2 separate regions of the Zea mays genome follow, and region 1 is linked to region 2. Evidence: chromatin contacts called from public Hi-C data. All regions are on one chromosome and are shown on one strand. The core of a region is the stretch at or near the end of the contact, and the rest is flanking DNA. Distances in the headings are between cores, read along the strand shown. Region 1 holds the start of LOC100501056. Region 2 holds the start of LOC103632647 (THO complex subunit 6).

Evidence for each region. Hi-C and Micro-C count contacts between places; a contact is called where the count stands out from the background.
Region 1: a contact with region 2 is called in a Hi-C map of tassel, with 5 times the contacts expected there. The contact joins the promoter of LOC100501056 here to the promoter of LOC103632647 in region 2. A contact is called at or near these places in 10 of 25 Hi-C or Micro-C datasets (ear, endosperm, leaf and 3 more).

The regions. Positions count from the first base shown.
Region 1 is chr7:103,127,230-103,133,115 of Zm-B73-REFERENCE-NAM-5.0, forward strand. LOC100501056 reads right to left here and starts at 1,759. Exons shown (of 3, transcript NM_001195894.1): 1 at 1,671-1,759; 2 at 272-508. The coding sequence starts at 470. It overlaps LOC100276574, which reads left to right and starts at 2,510. Exons shown (of 12, transcript NM_001150330.2): 1 at 2,510-2,867; 2 at 2,975-3,144; 3 at 3,271-3,383; 4 at 3,474-3,515; 5 at 3,602-3,657; 6 at 3,819-3,895; 7 at 4,100-4,219; 8 at 4,802-4,878; 9 at 4,967-5,030; 10 at 5,183-5,233; 11 at 5,307-5,355. The coding sequence starts at 2,681.
Region 2 is chr7:102,983,464-102,989,173 of Zm-B73-REFERENCE-NAM-5.0, forward strand. LOC103632647 (THO complex subunit 6) reads right to left here and starts at 1,947. Exons shown (of 12, transcript XM_008654403.3): 1 at 1,563-1,947; 2 at 1,368-1,477; 3 at 797-873; 4 at 185-230. The coding sequence starts at 1,808.

The sequences.
Region 1 (5,886 bases), core at 509-3,008, 140 kb after region 2:
AATTACATCCAACGTCTTTGGTATGAAGGATAACACATTCTATTGGTAAGTAGCTAAAGTTGTACTTAGCTTCAGTTGGCAAAAATGATCAATACACAGGGCAAAAGATATACTATAAAAAACACTATAAAAAGTGCAAATATGTGAGTTGATTCTAGGCACCGTTACTGTCCTTTCTTCTTATCCTCCAGTTTCCTGCTCTCCATTCCTTTTCATATATTTAATATACGGGGTACTAAATATGAAGTAACATCATTCTAGATAGTTTTACCATCCTTCTTCGCGTGGGGACTGGAATGGTGCTCCATCTTAGTATGAACAGCTCCGGCAAGGGCCTCGATCTCTTCCTTTGCTCGCTCAAGCAGATTGGGACCCTTCACCGTTTCCACAGGTGTTTTCTCAGTTATATCACTACTTGTTCCGTGAGTCTCCTTGTCATGAACTTTGTCTTTGTTCATGGCACTTCCCATTCAAAGCAGAGTACTTTCTCCTCCGTGGTCCACTGTGCCTGAAAATGAAAGAGCTTCCACGCATCAGGAAAAGCAAGGTAAAATTTGGGACCTGCACTTGGAGAAGGGACACATAAACCACAGTGCAAACAGTTCATTGCAACAGAAGAAAATGGGGGTTGCCAGCTTGCAATACAAGGATTAACCACCCACCTAACAGTAAATTGAGAGTTCTGAGTAAAAAGCTTACTCCCTCTACTTCAAAATACATGATGTTTAGGGCATCAACATGTTCTACAAGGTGACACATAGACTATAAATTTCTATGAAAAATATAGCATTTAAAATAAAAACGTAACTAAATAATATAACATGGTTCAATTTCTCGACCGGAAAGGGCGAGAAACCGGTAAATTTCTCGTCCCCGCTCCGGTTTTTGCTCTATTCCGGTTCCAAATTTTAAAATACAAAAGTCAATCTTTGTTTTGATCAAAACGATATTTCGGAACAGTAAAAACGAAAAGGTGAACCCTGTAATATAAGTACCTTTTTGTGATGAATGTAGTACTATCTACCCTACATTGTCAATGTATACAATTCTCACATGGTGTATATTAGTGTCTTGAAAAAGAACTGACCAGGAATGCTAAAATGACACCTATTTAGAATCAGAGGGGGTATTGGATAGTAAGCAGCCGCCAAACCACCAGCAATCATCTAACAAAGGTGCATAAAACTGACATGATTTAATGGACACCTCCATCCCCATTACAGATTGCCTAGGAAAGAAGCCAGTGCTTTGGTTGGATATTTCAGAATCAAGGACGCAGGGTGCTCACCTTAGAATCCAGGGTAGTTTTTTCAGCGAGTCTCGAGAAAACATTTTTTTCAGTGAATCTGGAAGACCCGCCATATTACAGATTATGACTTACCCGATTCGGTAACAGGAACTGATATAATACTCGGTTCCGGACGCAAAGAATACTCTTCATCCATTCAATAGGCAGAAGTTTTTCCCTTTCTCTAAATCGTCAATGGAAGCATGAGCGCTGCTACAAATCAATCATTCCTACAGCGGTACAGCCTACTGCGCTAAGATCATGCGAACACCATGTCTCAAGTTGGTCCTCACGTCGATGCCAATGAACACAAAAAAACCAGAGAGAGAGAGAGAGACGAACGGGGGATAGTTGGAGGAAGAGGGGGAAGGGGGGCACTTGCCTGTCGTCGCCGGTGGGGCTAGCCGGCGCCCGGCGAAGTCGATTGTCCCTGCCTCCCTGGGGAGGCGAGCAGGTGCAGAGATGCAGGATCGAGAGACAGCGCACGTTCGGGCAAAGGAAACGGACGAAACAATGGGTATATTCCTCAGCCCGGCCTATAGATGGCCAGCCGGGCCGGGATAAACGGGTCGGCCCGAAGCACGGCACGACCCGTAGTGCCTGGGCACGACACGGCACGGCTAGTGTCGGGCCCGTGCCGGCACGGCCCGATAGGTAGTGCCGTGCCTGGGCCGAGCATCAGGCACGCTGGGCCGGCACGATTAGCCTCTAGGCATGGTTAGACACGATTATGCATGATTAGATCCAAACACGACTAGTTAGCTGTGTGTTGTACTCTTTTTTCTTATCTAGGGTTTTCTCACAATGGTGAGTTTTTACCTAAATAGGTTTTTAATGAGTCAGCCATTGCACTAAACAGTTCAATATTAGCTATTTTAGTATGTTTTAACTGTGTTTGTGAATATCTGACTAAAATTCTGTGGTATAGTGCTAAACGGGCTATATGGGCTAAACGGGCTAAATGGGCTAAACGGGCCGGCACGGCACGGCTAAGCAGGCTTAGTGCCGTGCTTGGGCCTGGCCTTAGGCACTAGTGCCGTGCCGGCACGGCACGGCTATTAAACGGGCCAAACGGATCGTACCCTAACCGTGCCGTGCCCGGGCCGGGCCGTGCCGTGCCGCCCATTTGGCCATCTCTAGCCCGGCCCAATCGAGCCCACAGCCTATTGAATAGTGGTTCACATTGTCAAGACATTTCACCGACATGCGGGACCGGATGACATTAGGCCCATCTGTCAGTTGACGTGCGCCTTTCCGATTACGGAAAGCGTTGGAGCTTTCTCTGCCACCAGACGCTCAGGGGCACCCCGGGCCTACCTGCCAGCGTCGGTCAGAGACCCGCCTCCGTCTCTGAATCGGCCGCTGCCGCTACCGCCGCCGGCGGCGACGACCATGCCCCGCGCCGCTACGGGTGCGATCACTGCGGCGTTCCTGCGCGCGCAGGCCCCGCACATGGCGCCGCTGGCATCGCGCATCGCGCGCGCGTTCCCCGGCCTCGCCACCGCCGCCGCGACGCGCTTCGCTCCCTCCTCGTCCGCGTCCTCGCCGCGGCTTGGCCTCGTCCCGCGCCTCCGATCCGGTGCGTCAAGCGCTCCAAGTTGTACAAAAATTTACGGCCTGCGCGGCCGCGTATCAGCTGCTCGACGTAACGCCGCCTGGTTGTTTCCTTACCTGTTTCTCTTCCAGCGCGCTCCTTCTCCGGCGCCCGTGCGTCTCCCGTTAGCGGCGCGGTTTCTGGCTCCTCGACGTCGGAGGAGGGCCAGCAGCTGCAGTCGGAGCTCATCTTCCTGGGCACGGGCACCAGCGAGGGCATCCCGCGCGTCAGCTGCCTCACGCACCCCACCAAGATTTGCCCCGTATGCCATTTGCCCATTGGCCTCAATTCACCATCTATCTATATTGCCCAACAACATTGCGTCGTCTATGCTGCTTTTTTTTTTGCTCAGTGTAGCTTGCGTTATCCTGTCCTGTCCTGCATGCAGGTTTGCACCAAGGCGGCTGAGCCAGGGAACCCGAACAGGAGGCGCAACACCTCTATCCTTCTGCGCCACGCCACCCCGTCTGGCACCACAAACATCGTTGTTGATGCCGGCAAGTATGTGCTATGATGAACACTACAACTCAGCTTTGCTTCATTTCTTCACTGACCTGAGTAACTAGCTTATGGTTTGTTTATTCTCATCAGGTTCTTCTATCACTCGGCACTCCAGTGGTTCCCCACGTTTGGGTGCTGTCTTTGATCTGATCTGATACAATATTCAGTTTGTTTGGTTGCAAAGTTGGTCATGCAAAGTGTTTACTCCCACTTTTCAGTTTGAGGACAATCGATGGTGTCATTATTACCCATTCTCATGCTGATGCCATTGGAGGTATGTAACCTGTGCAACTTTGGGTCCTGTTGTAACTGTTTAGCTTAAAGCAATGGTGTTGGTACCAGCTGGGAGCCTGGGACAATAATCCATGTTCCTTCTTATCTTGTCTTTTTCAATAAAATAAAATAAAACAAAGGAAGATAATGTCTCTGGCGCAGGGCTTGATTGTCTTCGTGATTGGACGAACAATGTTCAGTCATCGATCCCAATTTATGTGGCAGAACGTGATTATGAGGTTGGTTTTTTTTTCCCTTTTTGGTCTCTGTTCTGTATGAAGACAAGACAAATTTTACAAGTACAGAGACAACTTCCTAGCCTGTTGACTGTTCGTTTTATAATAGTAGCAAATGAAAAGTGAAAAATCTGTTAAAAATATCATCGCCTTCTTTTCGTTTTTATCCTGATCACAAAAATTTGCTCATTTGCTTTTCTGTGACAGGTGATGAAGATGACCCACTATTATCTCATCGACACAAGTGTAGTTATACCTGGAGCCGCAGTTTCAGCATTGCAATTTAACATTATAAAAGAGGAACCATTTATGGTTCACAATCTTGAGGTTTGTAATATGAAACTGTAACTAGCAAGTGTAAGGAAATAATATCCCCCTACCCGTGTCATTGTGTTTTATAATCGCAAAGCACCCTCCTTGACTCGGTGGATGCTGTATGGGTTCGGGATTCACAGTTATAAACTTGTGCTTATAGCCTTATTTTGGTGAATTATCACGTGATAGGTTCAGTTATAATTAATTGAGAATATTTAAGTAATAGAACTTATTGGCACAAACAAACTGATCATACGGTTCAAAAACTTGGGTACTTGTTCAATTATAAATAAAATACCTATCTGTAAGGGAACTGTTTGAATGGGTTGTATTGAAGCATTTCCCTTTAGTAAATGAGCAGTTTGAACTCCTATTTTCAGTGTTGGGTTAGAATGACTGCTAGAAGCAAACTTGCAATACTTGCCAGCATGTGAATTTTAGTACCTATCACGGAACTATCATTTGTTCTTTAAGTGAGTGCCCATTCATTTGCTTTTCCTTCTATATCGGCGCATACTAACCGTATTTCAACAATCATATAAAAGATAGAAGCACTTCTTATTACTTTCTGAAGCTACAGCTTCTTCATCTCAGGTGATTCCTTTACCTGTTTGGCACGGTCAGGGTTACCGCTCTCTTGGTTTTCGTTTTGGTGATGTATGCTATATAAGGTAGACCAAGTTCAGTGCAAGGTTAATTTTACTACAATGAACTGTGTTGCTGTAAGGCCTCTTGTCTGAATTCCTATGTTGGATGCAGTGATGTCAGTGATATACCCGAAGAAACATACAAGCTTCTGGAAAACTGTGAACTTCTTATAATGGTATCATATATAATAATTATTTGCTTCTAACTGTTACATCATAAAGTTATTGGATTTACAACAGCACTAAAGCGTTTCTTATTATTTTTTGTGCATCTTTCTCAACTATTAATGTCTGATTGCATCTAAGTTTGGTGGATAACTTTGTACAGGATGCTCTAAGACCTGATCGTTCTTCATCAACACACTTCGGACTACCAAGGGTTAGTCCTACAGCTCTACTATAACATCCCTTAACTTGTTCACTGTAATCCTTTTGATGTATCCACCGTGCAGGCTCTTGAGGAAGTTAGGAAAATCAAACCAAAGAAAACACTGTTTACTGGTAGGAACTCAGAACTCACTGACCACTCGTACACATGCTTTTGTTTTAAAATTTGTTAACTCTTGCATTTTGTTCCCCAATGGTTGTACAAGTACAAAGCCCACTCTTTCATGGACTGCTTAGTTTGCTAGAAAGAAGCTTGCATGATTATTTTATAAAGTCGGCAACATGAAAATGTGTTTGCCTTTGCTTGGGTGCGTTGAACCACAATCCCTTTGTGACTGCCACAGCAAGAATATGGGGATATTTGTAACTTTATAATTTAACTCTGAGGTTATCGGAAACTTTTACCCTTATTTGATATTATTTCCCAATGCTAATGAAAGATAAGACTAGATGTCCATCCATGACCATTACCATTGACTCATTGAGAGCTTACTGTTGTTAGCATTCAATGATTCCCCCCTTTTCCCCATCATTAAAGCATTCGAAGATCAAGCGATATCTTTTCTTGTTTATAGACATTGATGCTTATAATTATTTGACCCGATTTCATTACTAGGCTAATGTCCCATATTTCATTGTTTATAC
Region 2 (5,710 bases), core at 697-3,196:
AACTAAGTTTAAACTTTGTTTAAAAGTCAAAACTTCACCCATGAGCGTTTTATCGTTTTAATAACCTTGAGCAGCAACAATGCAAACAGGGTAAATTGGGGGGGGGGGGTGGGGGGGGCAGCTGCTGGAATAAACGGTGTAAACTGGAAGGTCTGAGATTGCAGTTTTATCACAGAATCCTTACTCGTGCTGAGGGTTGACCAAGTCAAGTGCTGGTTCCAGATGATCCCCTGTGAACAAAGGCAACAGAAAAATTGGTAAAAGCAATAACAATGACCAAAATGTAGAAGATGCACTAGGCAATTTTCGGCGCATTTCCACACAGATACTCGTTTGTTCTCCCTTTTCTCCTTTATAGGAAAAACAACATATGCTCGTTCCTTCCACCTTTTCTCATGTACGAAAAACAACAGATGCCTTGTTTCACTTTTTATCAATACAACTATACTGGTTATTAAAAAAACTGAAATAATATTAACTTGGCCTTCAAGGCGCAACACACAGAAAAACTACAAAAGATATTGATGCATCTTCATAGATAAAATAAGTAGCAACTATGAAACATTTTCACATGAATCATGCCTTGCACTGGCAAGATTCTAGATTTGTATCTATGCCAGTGCAGGGCATGATTCATGATTTCTCCTGCATCAAACCTACACCATTGTAAAAAATGTGCATATTTTTTCGGTGCACCTGTGCTAGATGCATCGCAATGCCCTAGTGGCCTGGTAAAGCATATGACCATTTATGAAAGAAACCACGTCAAAAAAGAATGGAAGTTCGAATGCAGCACCTTGCAGGGAGAGCGGGACAAGGCAGCTCTGCATCTCGTGCCACCTCCAACCCTTGATGCGGCCATCGTCCCCGCAGCTGCCACAAGGAAGTAAGCAGCCAAAGAACCGCACAACCATTAACCCATCACCGTCTCCAACCAAATGAAGCACATTGCCATGGGTAATATTGTCAAGAAGCATAAGAGCCTGTTTGGAAACTTTGGATACAAGGGCTAGTTGCTAGTGCTAAAGAATTAGCCAAAATTAGCTCTAGCGCATCCACCGAACAGGAGGGCAAATTGGTGGATTATTTTTTTAGCCAGGTCTTCAACTAGTTGGAGAAGTCAATAAGGATAAGAGCCTGTTTGGATACAAGGGCTAGTTGCTAGCGCTAAAGAAATAGCCAAAATTAGCTTTAGCGCATCCACCGAACAGGAGGGCAAATTGGTGGGTTAATTTTTTTAGCCAAGTCTTCAACTAGTTGGTAGCCAACTAGCTAGCTAACCACAGCTAATTTAAGCGAATTTTTAGCCTCAACTAGTAACTAGCCATGTGTATGAAACATGCCAAGTCAAACATTCTGTCAGTCACCTGAAGAGCAGCGGCTGCTGTTGATCGGGGTAAAACCTGACGTCGTAGGCAGGTCCGCTGTGCGCTTGCACGATGCAGACAGGATCTACCAGAGTGGCGGCGGTCTCCACCTGAGAACCAGACCAAGAAAAACTCACTCTACGCCTCTCTGGGCGTGCGTCACCAAAAAATCAGTTCTGGCCAAAGGGTACGAACCTGGGAGGTAGCGGAACATGCGGAGATGCAGGATGAAAGGGAGAAGGAAGCGAGGGAGCCGTCGCTGGAGGCGGCGGCGAGTAGGATGTCGGTATCCGGGTCGTCGCTGTGGTCAAAGAAGACGGCACGGAAGAGGGTGCGGGACGAGAGGTCGCGGGCACGGAGGATGCCGCGGCGGTACGATGACTCGTCCCACCGGCGCGCGTCCATCGATGCCGGATGGGACTGCGCCGCCGCCGTCGCCATGGCTGTCCTACTCTGCGCTGATGCGCTCTGCGCTTTTGCTTCGGGGAGCGAAGGGATCAGGGAAGACGGGGACAATTCCGAGTTCCCGACAGAAAAGTGAAAGCGACAGCGGGTTGGGCTGGGCTTCTTTCAACTAGAATTCCGCCGGCTTCTGGCCCATCTTTAAACTTTTCCATCAAAATGCTTTAAGCCTTTGTGGCACGCTCCCTTATGATTTTAAACAAATAAATTTATAAGAAAAAATATTTATATGGTTTTCTTGAGAACATCTCCCTTAGGAGTTATGCAATTTTTTAAAAATAAAATCTAGTCTAATTCACACAAAAATATGGTTTTGCTCGACAAAAATATGAAACAATTTTGAATTCTTTTTCTAGAATCTTTTGTGGAGTTATTTGAATCTTCTATGGATACATTATGGTGACATGGATTTTGTATAAGGCAAGGGCAAAGTGACTTCGACAATGTTATGAGTGTTATGTAATGACCTCATATGCAGTGCTTAGTTGATGAGCTAGTTAAGATATTTGTTATTGGTGACTTGTTGAAGCTTTTGTAAAAAAACGCAACTGGGCAACACAATTAAAGTAAAGTCTCTCTCTTTTTTATCTTTGATGGGTTCTAATGTACCATTAAATAACGTAGACGAAGCATGTATTCAATTTACAAGGGTCTACATTTTTCCTTTCTCCTTTATTGGATTAAACAAAGATGAGGAATACATAGCAGTTATGAAACCTTTGGAAGGTATTGAAGGTTTCTTAAACTGATTTAAGTGCTTGAAGATGACATACCTTCTAATACTCTTTGTGCACGAAGGTGCTACAGGCTTAGACATACAAGTGACCAACCCTTGTAACAGTGGCATTGTACACTTATTTATAAGATCAAGATTACACACATTCCAACTCAGAAAAAGAATGTCCACTCCTCTATATGAAGACTATGTACAACTAGAGACTAACATTATGTCTTTTTTAGGGAAGAAGTGTTGTATACACCTTTTCTTCCTCCTTCGATAACGTACTAAGGTAGTTCAATCCTATTAAAGTTTCATTTCTTCCTTCTCCTTTGGCTTGTCGTTTCTTGATGGAGAGCCGACCTAAGCCTCCGATTTAGACACATGGTTCGGAGGTAGCCAATTGAAAATAGACTAAAGCAACAATTTTCATCAAATATAGATATTCGACCAAAAGCTCTCCTCAACACTTCTCTAATCGTTGAGGTCACCCTTCTATATGAAGTCTAGTTCCTCCAAGTCAATTATAAGTATTATAGATAGAAGAATAACTACTATAAAATAAACATCATAATGAACCCATAAAATACCCAAATAACTTCAAACTGGATCTAATAATAGAGCATGTTTTAGTTAAATATAAATGTAGTTTTTTCTAATGATTTTTAAGGTTAAATTGGATTTGAGATTATTTATTTGTTAATTTTCTTTTCATGGACATCTTTTCCAAAAAATGACATTTGAACCTTGAGCTATGAGCATGTTCCGATTTATCACTAGGGTGATACCCATAGGCATTGTTTCCAATGGTTGTAGATACCAAATTAACATGTAGGTGTGAGTACATATATGAGGTTATACAAACGCATATGGATCATATGTCGATTCAGCTGGTGCTTCAAATATATAGTACAATGCTCGTGCGTTGTGACGACACACAAATTATTCGATAAAATGTTAGTGCACAACGATTACATGAAAACAAACAATACATATATTATAATTGATATCAATATCGCACATATTCTTATGCGACATGAATTGACAATTTCCAACCGAACCCTAGACACTTATACATGTTGCCCGCTAGAAATTCCTCAAACTACTAAACTAAGTAGGCAGTCCGAGATAACCATGGTGGAATAAGAGGCAAGTGATTTCGGGCCAATAAATTTGCACTATCGACCAACCCATGAATTCTAGAATATAAAAATATTACTCATTGTTACATCAACCGATAGGAATGAGAATACATCAGCTGATAGAAATGAAAATAAACATGCATATTGTATCGAGAACCTTATATACACAGGCCCAAACCATGGCAGGCTAATTCATTATTTTGTACACTTGCACACATTATATGGGAGTGAATTAAATTATCCTCACACACACTTACCTGTGTTCTTCCCAAATTTTCCACTTCTTATCATCCACTAAATCTAAGAACACTCGAACTTCTAAATTGTTTTCTTCCTAAATTGCAAACAAAACATTCCACATCATTGGTTATAATCACATGTATCAAATGCAGTTGCTAAAAAAGGAGTGACATGCATTAAAATAGTCTATAGAACACAAATGAAGTTATCTATGACAAGTGAGGAGGCTGTAAGTATAGCCTAATGTCCTAGCCAACATTTTTAAGTCTCCATTTCCAAGTTATAAGATATTTTGGTTTTTTTCTAGCCACATAGCTTGTGCTATGTATTTTGATAAAATATTGGTCATGGCAAGGGAACTGCTCTTCCATCATCTTAGGGTTTGTTTGTTTTTCAGCTTTTTTGCTGATTCTAGCTGTCACAAGCTGTCGCGGACTACCAAACGCTCAGCTTCTCAGTTCGCTTCTATGAGGATCGCTTTGATGAAAGTTGTTCAAAATTAACGTGAACACACAATCGGTCGAGTCGTCGCGACAGGAGGAATCCATCACTTCCTAGATCCTAAACCCCATGGACCCCTTCATTTTCCTTCGCATGTAATCCACATAATACTCAAATTCTCCTCACATCCATATTATCCCTACAATCAAATTCTCGTAAAAGCTCGTCAGAAAAAAACTGAAACAAACAGACCTTTAAGTAGTTCCACACTGGTTGCTATGTTCACCTCTCATTGCATGTGTAGTGCAAAAAATGATTAAATTCTAGGTTGGACTTATGTGACATAATAGAAAACTGTCTTTTCTAGATTTGAAAGACAAACACCTTTTATCTTTTCAGAAGACAAGGCACAATTGCTTATCTCTTCTTAACACGGTTCCTCCTAGGTGGTTTAGGATTACATTTAAGAAATAGGGTAAAAACCAGTATGCCCATAATTTAGGATTTTCGTATCAAAAAATTCCTGAAGGATATGATGCCTACTAAAAGTAGTCTAGAGGGGGTGAATAGGCTAAACCTGAAAATTATCACCAGAACCTTCGAGATAATGTTAAATCTACAGTTCAACTGGTGCAGGCCAGTTCAACTGTAATAAAGGCAAGTTGAACTACTCTGAACCAGTTCAACTGCTAGAATAAATCTAGACTATGAACTGTGCAGAAAATAGAAGATGGATCTCTTATAGTGGAAAACGCGAGAGATAAGCTAAGCGTGGATGGTGAAAATACGAGAGTTAATTCACCACAAGATCCACACGGCGAGTAAACCTATATGATGTCTATCTTGCCAAATAAAATCACAATCATAGATCGAGCAAGAACACAAGACACAAGATTTATCCTGAGGTTCGGCCACACCACAAAGGTGTCCTACTCCCCGTTGAGGAGCCCACAAAGGGCAGGGTCTTTTTCAATCCTAATCCTCCACAACCCGACCACCAAGGTCAAGCGATTCTTTTTCTCAAACTTGCTCACAAGAGAGGAGAATACAAACTTCTTGGGGTCGTCCACAAATTTGGAGACTCCCAAGCAACCTCAATTCATCTTAAAACCCTAGGGTTTCAAGAACACAAAATCGCACAAGAGGTGTTTGCAACAAGCTCAAGAGATTAGAGTGAGACGGGAGAGGAAAACCAAATCTGTGAGCACAAGCACAAACCTCACACCAAAGGGCTCCTTCAATCGAGTTGAATCGAGAGCAATTTTGGGTGAGAGGAAGAAGTGTGCCTTTGTCTCAAATTAGGTGTGCAATGAATGTGTGTGTGACCAGTAGTTATGAAG